3 separate regions of the Gossypium hirsutum genome follow, and regions 1 and 3 are each linked to region 2. The links are chromatin contacts, called in public Hi-C maps. All regions are on one chromosome and are shown on one strand. Each heading gives the region's core, a stretch centred on a gene start, on an enhancer-like site or on the middle of the called end of the contact. The rest is flanking DNA. Distances are from core to core; before and after follow the strand shown.

Region 1 (3,536 bases), core at 653-3,152, 140 kb before region 2:
AGGGCTTTTATCTCGTGTGGCACAACGTAAGATCAAAGTTTATGTACACTGTTAATGAGCATCGTTAGATTACACTAATTCTATGAAAATAATGATATTTTGAGTTTTCATATCACTCCAGATTCAAGTGCTTTGTAAATGACTACGAAACAAGGAAGGATAGCCCTTGGATTAAAGACAACTAACTCCTCCAGATTGGAGTAAACCCCGGCGTACGCAGCTACAGAGTCGTACGAACCAGCCGAGGAAGATACGCCGCTGCTATTCTCGTCCTCCAACGGCGGCGCTTCATCCGCCACTCGCTTCACCCTTCCCGCGATCACACGGCAAACCAGCATGGCCCTACGTCCGTCCGTACGCTTAATTGAGTCGTGGGCCCTACCGCTACTAGCCGTTGTGACGACACCCTTGAATTCTGCGGCTGGCGCGGTCCCTTCGCCTTTGTTTTGGAACCCTTGTCTGATAATGGTGCAGACGCCGCAGCCGGGAATGGAGCCGCACAAGCTGGAGGAGCCGCGCGCGCCGAGGGAGCAGGACAAGGTTGTGCAATGGAAACGGAGGAGTTCGTTGCCGTCAGCGGCGCACCTGGGGTTCTTTCTGGTGCTATTAAGGGCGCGCGTTTTCACCGCGTCGCGGCAGTCCTCGAACCGTTGGATGGTGCGTTGGTTGTTGTGGACTTTCAATATCCGTTCGATCTTACAGATCGGATTGTCCTTCTTTAGCCAGCTGGATTTGAAAATAATTTCCACAATGTTCCGGCCCGAATCTTCTGGACCCAACTCCGAAACTAAACCAACAAAAGACTGGGATCAAATTAAAAGAAAAGAATAAACATTAATTTCACTTGTCGGTGGGGCACGGTCCTCACAAAACCCTGCATATTTAGCGCTACCATAAACACTACTTGCCACGTCATTGCCTCAGTCTTTTCCGAAATGGGTGGTGGGCAATTTAACCCACTGATTTGTCAAAGTTGCAAAGTTTTCATTTTAATTTCTGTAACTTTGGATAAACAATTTTAATGACTAAGTAATACTCTATCTAGTCAATTTCAGGAATATAAAATAGGTATAGAAATTACAGTACCTGCATGGCGAACTGCTTGATGAAGTTCCAAGCTTTCAATTTCTGGGAACACCTCTCCGCACTGTGAGCAGGCACAGATGCTTGTTCTTGACGATGGATACCTGCAATTTTTCACATTTTCTAAATAAAGTTCTGGAAAATGAGAAAAAAAATTCAAATTATTTTTTTCTATATTTATATAAATAGTATACCTGCTAGGGTCAACGATCGTATGACATTCATAACACCCAGAAAGCTTCCTGAATTGAATAGCTCTTGAAGAAGACGAGGTGGTGGTGCTGTTATTGGATCTTGTTGACCCCGACAAGGACCGTGACGACGACCCATTAACAGCTTTGCGTCTGAGCAGCGCAGTTTCTTGACCTAATGTGCTACTCTCAGGTGAGTTATCAGCTCTGTGAACAACCCTCGTGTTTCCATGAACGACGTCCCTGAAGCTGCAGATGGAGCTACAAGAGGAACCCAGTTTTGAGTAGCCATGTTGATGATGATGAGGCGGCGCCGGGTTATTGTTCTTCGAAGGGTCGTGGACTTTGGACCCTTCCATCTGTTTGCAAGTGAGCAAGTTCTTGATTTGATCCCAAGAAGACGTGGTGGGCTGCTTTTGCCTTTTCACTTGCTTTCTGCGGCGCTTCGGCGGTTGTTTCATGGGCTCCGCCGCCGCCTCCGGCAAGAAAGTCAGCAGAGCCATAATAAAAAATAATACAAGTGTAGATTCAGCTCTCTCTCTTTTCTTATAATTTTTGTGGGAAATGGGGTGGGATCTGAGAGTGGTAATAAGGAGGAAAATTGAGGCGGGTGGGAGTGGGGTCGCTGCCTATTTATTGCATTAATGTTGTTATTATTATTATTATATAACTCTCTCCTTTAACTGTGTACAAGTGCTTAAGTTTTGGACCACTTGATACAAGTCACGACGTGACGGTCCATCTAATGATTTTGGACTCCATCAATGGAGAAGTCATCCGATCGAACGGTTCTCCACTATTTTAGTGAATGGCCGGCACTTTATTTATGGTTTTCAGACGTCTATGAGGGCCTTCGTCTCACTATCATTTCTTTAATTGATAATATTTAGGGTGTAAGTCTTTAGAAAAGTTGAAGTTGAAAATATAATAAATTTGATTGAAACTCAGTCGATATTAGTTATTTCTTAAAAGTTCTAGCAAGGTTGAATTCAGGAAGCTAATGTTCTTACCATGCATTGTTAATTAGAGGTTTGGAAGTCTTAAGATAATTTTATCAATTTATCTTTAATTTTTAATAGAAATTTTGACTAAAATTTTATTTCTTTTAATGATGTTAGTGTGCTAACTCATATGATATTTTCGTGTTCACATAACGAAAATAATTTTAAAAACTTTTGTATGTAAAAAAAAAACCATAAAAAAAGAGAAAAAATCAATTAAGTCATTGTATTAAATTCACACAAAATTAAGCCCTGCCATTAATTAAAATAATCAATTAAGCCATCAGTTAATGAAATTTATGGTTAACCATGTTGATCATTAAAGTAAATTGATAAACCAATCAGATGGTGATATATGATAACTTTTGACTTGCTATAGTAATTTTCTCATAATAAATGATTAAAAATCACTAAAAATTATTAAAAAATTGATATAAATTTATAAAAGTTATAAAAAAATAACTTATAAATATTATAAAATTCTAATAAGTTATAAAATTTTATAAAAATTAATAAAATTTATTAAAAATTTTATAAAAATGTATAAGAATTCTTAAAAAATTATAAACATTTAAATTTTTTTAAAAATATTAAAATTGATATAAACTTATAAAAAGTATAAAAAAATCATAATTTTTTTTAAAAATTACAAAAATCAAATAATTATAAAAAAATAAAATTAATAAAATATATTTAAAATTCTATAAAAATTAATAAAAACTTATAAATAATATAAAAATTTTAATAAAGTATAAAAAATTGTAAAAATTATTAAAAGATATAAAATTTTTAATTTTTAAAAAAGTCATTTAAACCCCTAAAAATACATGACATCATACCAACTGTTGGATAATGAGAATAGTCATCATATCATTACTCTCATTTTCATGTTGAATAAAATTTTCTCGATCTTCCACAAATAAAGCGATAGTTGTGGGGCCCTCTCTTTATTATTGATAACTTATTTTTAAAAAAAATTTATCTCCAATTTTTTATGTACGATAAAACAAAGCATTTTTGGTACATTTAGTTATTATCAAACAAAAATGTGCTTATCCAACTATTAGCATATATTAATATGAAATATTTTGACCATGGCTTTCAAAACTAAATCGGTGGTTGAATAAGTCAGGCCACCAGCCCATCCAATTAAATTAAATAAAACATTAAAAAGTACTAAAAATAAAGAATTGATGCAACCATCCAGTTCCTAAGTCAACTGGTGTAATGGACTAATACCATTGTCAATTTTTGTGGTTCA
Region 2 (3,837 bases), core at 1,266-3,765:
TTATAAAAGAGATAAATATGGCAGCAAGGTCTTAATCACATTGCCGAATGCCGAGACCATGAAATATTTACTGCTTATGTATAGTTTAATTTTGTTAATATAATTAAGTTATGTGTTGTGTGAGATTACATTTAAATAAATATATTATTTTACAAAGGAAGTAGGCAATTAAAATTCAATAACTATGTGCATGTGATTTATATTGTATGAATCAAAATGGTATTAATATAATAGGTATGTGCTTGAAAATCTGCTTTGCATTATAAAAACAAAATTATATGGGTATAGCTTAAATTAATAATGAAGATAGCGGAGGGAATAGTTTTGCTGTGTTTCATCTGCTGCTTCTTCCCTGTTTCATTGCAACCGAAACTTTAGGACAAGGAAACCCCCCCCCTTTCCAGAAACGTACTAACAATTACAATAAATTATAAAAATATACAAAATTAGCAATCACCGACTAATAAAATCACTGACAATGTTTTTTTGTCCTTGTCAGATGCTAATGAAATTAAACCAAATAACAAACAACAAATACTTCACACCTTCCAAACTGGAACTTGGAGCTTAGCATCTATAATGTTTTTTTCCTTTCTTTTTTATCTGTTGGGGACTTGTAAGAATCTACTGTTACACGAAAGGGTGGTGGGGTCAACGAGCAATGTCTGATTTTGCAGTGAAACCCAGTTGTTGTTCCATTTCCCAGCTTAACTTGGAGGCCACCCCAGAATGTTTAGGTTCATATTCCTGGGGTCAAAAAAAAAAGAAACAAAGCACGTCAACCCAATTAGGAAATGGACGGTTCATATAATTTGACTATTTGGGGAAATGAAATGTACCTCGAGCTTGCACATTAGATCTTGGGCAGTTTGGGCAGACACAATTATGCTACGGGCAGCTGGTGCTATGAACCCTTCATCAACAGCCTTATCTATGAATGATAAGAGTGAGTTGTAATAGCCATCCACGTTCAGCAATCCCACCTGTTTTTCGATTTCCACCCAAAACAAAATGCCTATTACTTACAATTTGGGGTTTCAATTGTATAGATAGATGCACGTGTTTTGCATGTGAATAATTGTAGTTGGAAAAAGTAGCTTACAGGTTTGTCATGGATTCCTAGCTGAGCCCAAGTGATCACTTCCAGGAGTTCTTCCAAGGTTCCATAACCACCTGGGAGTTGAAATAAAATCAAATTTTGGTAATTAAAAACAAAATTGGGATTTTACAAAAACAAACTAACAAACCTGGTAAGGCAATAAAGGCATCAGCTTGACGAGCCATTTCAGCTTTACGTTGGTGCATTCCTGATACAGCTCTTACTTCTCCCACGGTCTCGCCTGTTATCTGAAATTAAACAATCCAAATTTTTATAAAAGGTTTTTGATAATCAACAGGAGACGCAAGTTCAATTAGTGTTGATTTTTACCTCTCTTGGCATCAGTGTCTTGGGAATTACCCTACAGGGAATTGAAAGAAAGGGGTTATAATTATAGTCCCTGGCCTGCAACTGAAACTTCAAACTGTAGAATAACAATATAATTTACCCCAACACGTGGCGGCCGCCATCAAAGACAGCTTGAGAGACGAGCCCCATCAAGCCAATGCTTCCTCCACCATAAACCAAGTCAATGTCCCTTTCAACCTGCACGTTTTATTTTATCCATTATTAAAACTTTACGTCTTTAATTCCCTGCAATTACTCCTTTACATACGGTAAACCACACTATTTTATTCGTTTCAGCTTTTCCACATTAATTTCCTCCTCTATTCCAAACCATCACGGAGCAAATCAGACGATGACTTTACAACTCATCAGCCGTAGATACATATAATCAAAACTCAAACTGCAAAACAAGTTTTCTCAAAGTAAAAGAGAAGAACCCAGAATTTATATGTACCAGTTGTTGGCCAAGTTGAATAGCAGCAAGCTGGTAGCTAGGATTCTTGCCAGGACTGCTACCACAGAAGACGCATACACGCTTGAATCTTGAATTGTGGTGATGATTTTCCATAATAGGAAAGGCTTCAAATAGTAATTCTGGTTCCTGTTTGCTCAGTGCAACAAGAGTCAGCAGCAAACTGTTGAGAAATCAAAGGCCAAAAGTACAGGGAGGAATGAAAGAAAATGGTGTGATGGTTTGCCATTTTATATATGAAATCACACTGAATGCCCCCCATTGCCCCACTATCCAACACATCACCTCCCTACGTCCCTGTCAAACTCTCTTCTCATCACAAACACTGTGCAGGCTCGGTTGAGCTATCATTTTATTCTCTTTGTAATTTCATCCCTCCCCTTTCCCTTGTTTTGTGGATTCAACTACGCCTTAATTCACGATAGTTTCTCACTGATTTAAATTAAAATGGCTCACTCGCACACTTATCTAAGATGATCAACTCCAACAACCAATAAACACTAGCTTATACTCCCCAAATCTATTTACTCCTTCATTCCCACTCTATATCATATATATATAAAATATCATTTTGCATGATGATCTATTCAATGTTTTAATTTAGGCATTAATATATCAAATGTAAAAAAAATAAATTATACTCTTTATCTTTTTCTGTTACACTATAATCCCCATCGTAGTTTTTTTTAAAAAAAAAAAGAGAAGATTTCATATTTTCTAATAAATATCATTATTATCTGTACAAATAATAAAATATTAGATTAATTTGATTTCACAAATTACTAGATACCAATTTAATTGAAAAAATTATCAAATCACCCCTAATTAAGAAAATACAATAATTTTTATCTTATTAAATTCAAAAAAGATATAACCAACAAATTTATTATGTAAAAAAAACAACATTCACATACCCATTATTATTTATGTAGTTTCTCATCATTATAAAAAGTCCATTTCCTTTTCTTTTTTTTAATAAAGGGAAATACTGTCATTTATGTATGATATATTATTTTCTTAAAGGCAATTTTTTTAGTGTGATAAATTTTAATATAAATTAATTGAATTAAAAAATATAGAGAGAATATAATTTGACAAGCTTTTAATTAAAATGATTGGATAAGACTAATGGAAGAAATTAGTCTTTAATTCGAAATATAGTGATTTAGAATAAAGTATTGACGTGACAACACTTTTATATAGGAATATGAAAGACAAAAAAGGGATTAAACAAAATCAGAGATAGCTCCACCACACTTTTTCTCATTTAAAAAAAAAATCAAAATCTTTAGCCGAGGATCTTGGCTTAAAACAACATGGTAATCAAACATTATCTTAGAATAAACAGTTTGAATTTTGGAATTTGGTCTCATTTGTTTCTGTGGGGTTGAATTAACCTTTGGAAATGAAAAAAAGAAAAACAATTTGTGCAGTGGGACAATAATTAATTGTTCAATAATTTCTGAGAGAGAGAAGTTTGTCCTCTGATAGTAAATGTCCCACAAGCTGGAGATTATATATAATCTGCCCATGTTAATTATGTAAGAAAAAACTAAATGTTTGACAATGAAAACAGGCTGCCTGCAAACTAAGAAAAATTGCAAAATTGATGATGAAGGTGGGAGGGAGATCTTGGAAATTGAGGATTGGAAATTGGAGAAAAAGAAATTATTAGATTTCATTTTTTTTAAAAAAAATTAGGAACAAGTCGAATTGTGGACACGTGATACCATGAATTCTAGTCTGTCCCACTAGGACAACTATATGATCAAAGAGGCCGAAAGGTATTAAGGAAGGTTCCAAGTGTACGTGCACATGTATTAACTCCTCGAAAATAAAATGACTTAAAAACAACTCTAAAAAAACGATTTACAACAGTTGGGTATCCATAAGGTTGGAAAGAGATGGATTAAATAAA
Region 3 (3,650 bases), core at 20-2,519, 170 kb after region 2:
ATAATAAATTTCTTTTAATTTGGGGTTTTTAAAAATCTTTTTTTTTCTTATTTAATATAAATTCGTTAAGCATAGCCCAATACCTATTTTTTGACATAAATTTCCTCTAATACTGACAATATATTTGTAGCATAACATAAAATTTATTTTTTGCGTAATTTGTATAACGTTTAATAAATTTAGGTACCAAATTGGGCCTAAAAAAAGTTTAGGTATCAAATTAGGAAAAAGTGTAAAGTTCAGGTACCAAATTGGGCCAAAAAAAGTTCAGGTACCAAATTGGGACAAAAAAAGTTTAGGTACCAAATTAGAAAAAAGTGTCAAGCTTAGGTATCAAATGTTATATTAAGCCTTTCGAAAATGAGCAAATTGATCACTTTCAAAAAAAAATTCAAAATATTTTTTAAAAATCAAAATATTTATAAAAAAAATCAACTTTTCATATATATTTTTAAAAATTAAAAATTAAAAATTCTAAAAAAATTTTAAAAATGCTTAAAAATTAAAATAATTAAAATAATAATTTTGATGATCTAAACAAGTAAATTGCCAATTTAAGCTTATCATACTAAAATACCTTTTTTTATTATTTCACTTTAAAAGAGTTTCTAAATATATATGATTTTAAATTTATATGCTTAATATGGAACTAGTTATATATTGTAACAAGATTTTATTTTGATAAGTTTAATTTTTTAATTTAACTGAAACAATTTCACTCGACTCAATTCAAAAAAAATTAATTGAATTAGGATGATAAAATATAACTTATCAACTCAAATTCACTTAATTTTACCTGATTTAATCCAACTTCACCCTATGTACTATAGAAAATGCAACTCTCTCTAATTTTTAACCCTCGGAAATTAGCATCCCGTGGAAGAAATTTCACTTAATGGATAGCAAGAAAGCAAGGTAAGAAGTCTTAACTCTTATATTGCTAAATCAGTAACATTTAAAATTGGAAGATATTTTAAAGAGCGTAGGAGTATATACGTAAGTAGGAATAAGAAGCATGGGAAGGACAAGGGGCTGGACTTGGTGGTTAGTTCTCAAGCAAGTAGTATAGAGAAGAATTAGTTTGGTTGGAAGCTTGAAAAAGTTGACGAAGGCAGGTGAGAGAGAAAGAGGGACCATGATGTCCTTTGGGAGGGCAACATTGGGGTTTTAAACCCAATGCGTTGCCTTCAGGGATGTCTTGTGACCTCATTTTCAGACCCCCCCCCCCTCATCCCAAAACCATACCCATCTCTCAACTTTGTCCCCACAACCCCACATGACTTTGTTTCTCAATCTCCTTGAAAATCTATTGGCTCACCATATATACCCTCCTTACCTCTTTTAAACACACCTCTCTTTTTCCTCTCAACTCTTATTTGCAATCCCAAAAGAGAATGGCTATCAGCAGGAAATCAAACAAATTGGCACAAACAGCAATGATAAAGCAAATCCTGAAAAGATGTTCCAGCTTAGGGAAGAAACAAAGCTACGCTGATGAACAAGGACTCCCTTTGGATGTCCCGAAAGGTCATTTTGTGGTATATGTTGGTGAAAACAGAAGCAGATATATAGTTCCCATCTCCTTCTTGACCCGACCCGAGTTTCAAAGCTTGCTTCATCAAGCTGAAGAAGAATTCGGGTTTGATCACGACATGGGCCTCACCATTCCTTGTGAAGAAGTTGTTTTCCAGTCTCTAACGTCCATGCTCAGATAATAAGACTGTTTTTATATGGTTAGGCTTTTAAATGGAGGATATATATGAAATTAAGGTGAAGCTGCTTCATTGCTTCTCTTTTTATTAGATTTTCCCTTTATTATTTTTCTTTATTATTTTTTTTTGTTAACTGATATGACCCAAAAACCCATGAATATTGTTTGATTTTATGTGGGTTTTTTTAGATTTGTAAATCTGAGAAAAACTTGAAATATTTTCCTCACTGAGGTGTGGCTTGTATGTATTATCAACTACCAATGTACCTGTGAGAGAGTGAAAATTTATCAAGGATTTGGGGCCATTCTTTTTATCTTATTTTCTTTCCTATTTTTCTACCCAATTGAACAGTTAAACCGTTAAGGACTGTTATAAGAAAATATATATATGTACATCAGATAGCTGATTCGAATATTTTGCCAGACATGAAATGAAACCAAAACGAATATTAAAACAAAAAAAAAATGAAATTAAGAAAAGAAAATTAAAAAGGTTAAAACAAACAAAGTTAGCTTCTTTTTTTGTTTGTGTTTGGTGAAAGACCTTTGGTGAACAAAAAAAGCTAAAAAGAAAGAAAAAAAAATATACTTGTGCTGGTTTCCATTGGTCATTGCCAACATCCAATCTTATTTAAGTTTCACTTCTTTTTCCCACCACACACAATGTGCATCACTCAGCTGTCTGTAACAGTAAACTGTAAAGTAGCAGTGTGTATATCTAGATGCATAACTCAGTAATTTTTTATTTAAATTTATTCAACGATTCAAATTGCCCATAAATATCATTGAAAAATATTAAAAAACATATATTTTGTTTAATAACGGTAGCTTTGAAAAGTATAATTAAATAATCATAAAATGTAAAGTGTAATGATAAAATATATTACATGTCTACGAGAGAGATGCAATGAAGAGGAGAAGCTAAAAACTTTAAACATTTATCGTAAAACGGATATAAAAAATATAAAAAAATCACTAGTGATTAATGAATTATAGGTGGGATTTTAATTAAAATTTTTGATGTTTTCCTAAAGTTATAGTAATATCAAACTGAAACAAAGATTTAAGCGAAACAAAAATTGAAAAAAGTTGTAATAAAAAAAAATAAAAGAAGCTTGATAGATTTGGTGTTAGTTTAAATGCTACTTTAAATGACATTAACTGGATTGGGGATTTCTTTATTTAATGGAATGCATGCGGCCGTACGTTGAATGTATACAATATGGTTGGTTTACGATTTAGGTTTTGCTTACAAGGACTAGCCTTTACTTAAGACTTCAAAATTGGAATATAAAATTTTACGTGGATAATGTTTCGGTTTAATTAGTTACACCCATTAATTTATATTCCGCGTTAAATAGGAGTTTGTCCATGCAATCCTAATAATTAGGGGAAGAATGAATCATAAAATGAAGACAAAGGTTCACAGGGGTAATAGTATATTATGAATCTCTGGGATCAATTTTTGTTGGAAAAAGTTAAGGTTCAAATCTTATTTGTAAATTAGGGTTTGGTGAATTTTGTTTTTATGTGTTATTTTTCCATTCCATCTCTCATGTTTAATCTAATCTAATAATATTGTCTCTTTCAATTCCTCCAAAAACTAAGATTTTCTGCAAATCAAGTATCTTCTACCCAAAAACCTTTAAACTCTGGATAATTTATTCTACTTAAAAAATATTATTTATCTCCGTAAAGCTTAATTGTCTTAAATGATAAAATCCAGATTTTAGGATTTTAATGTTCAATTAATTATTCAATTCCTTGTAGGTTGCAATTTCTTATAATTTGTGTATAATTATGAGTTATAATTTTAAAAATCCAAATAAAAAAAATGTAGTATTTACCTTATTTTAAAAAAATATATTCACATTAATTTTTAATTAAGTCTAATTTTCAAAGTGGGCAGCTGTGAAGGATTAAAATGTAGGTGATTAGT

Evidence for each region. Hi-C and Micro-C count contacts between places; a contact is called where the count stands out from the background.
Region 1: a contact with region 2 is called in a Hi-C map of leaf, with 1.8 times the contacts expected there. The contact joins the promoter of LOC121205395 here to the promoter of LOC121205796 in region 2. A contact is called at or near these places in 8 of 34 Hi-C or Micro-C datasets (anther, callus, leaf and 1 more).
Region 3: a contact with region 2 is called in a Hi-C map of leaf, with 2.5 times the contacts expected there. The contact joins the promoter of LOC107917540 here to the promoter of LOC121205796 in region 2. A contact is called at or near these places in 2 of 34 Hi-C or Micro-C datasets (both in leaf).

The regions. Positions count from the first base shown.
Region 1 is chrA01:22,059,452-22,062,987 of Gossypium_hirsutum_v2.1, forward strand. It overlaps LOC121205395, which reads right to left and starts at 1,903. Exons shown (of 3, transcript XM_041076064.1): 1 at 1,278-1,903; 2 at 1,087-1,187; 3 at 1-787. The coding sequence starts at 1,777. The coding sequence ends at 108.
Region 2 is chrA01:22,194,439-22,198,275 of Gossypium_hirsutum_v2.1, forward strand. LOC121205796 (cytokinin riboside 5'-monophosphate phosphoribohydrolase LOG1) reads right to left here and starts at 2,516. Exons shown (of 7, transcript XM_041076073.1): 1 at 1,902-2,516; 2 at 1,548-1,645; 3 at 1,430-1,460; 4 at 1,248-1,347; 5 at 1,103-1,173; 6 at 840-983; 7 at 238-747. The coding sequence starts at 2,015. The coding sequence ends at 652.
Region 3 is chrA01:22,364,658-22,368,307 of Gossypium_hirsutum_v2.1, forward strand. LOC107917540 (auxin-responsive protein SAUR50) reads left to right here and starts at 1,270. Exons shown (of 1, transcript XM_016846869.2): 1 at 1,270-2,025. The coding sequence starts at 1,395. The coding sequence ends at 1,715.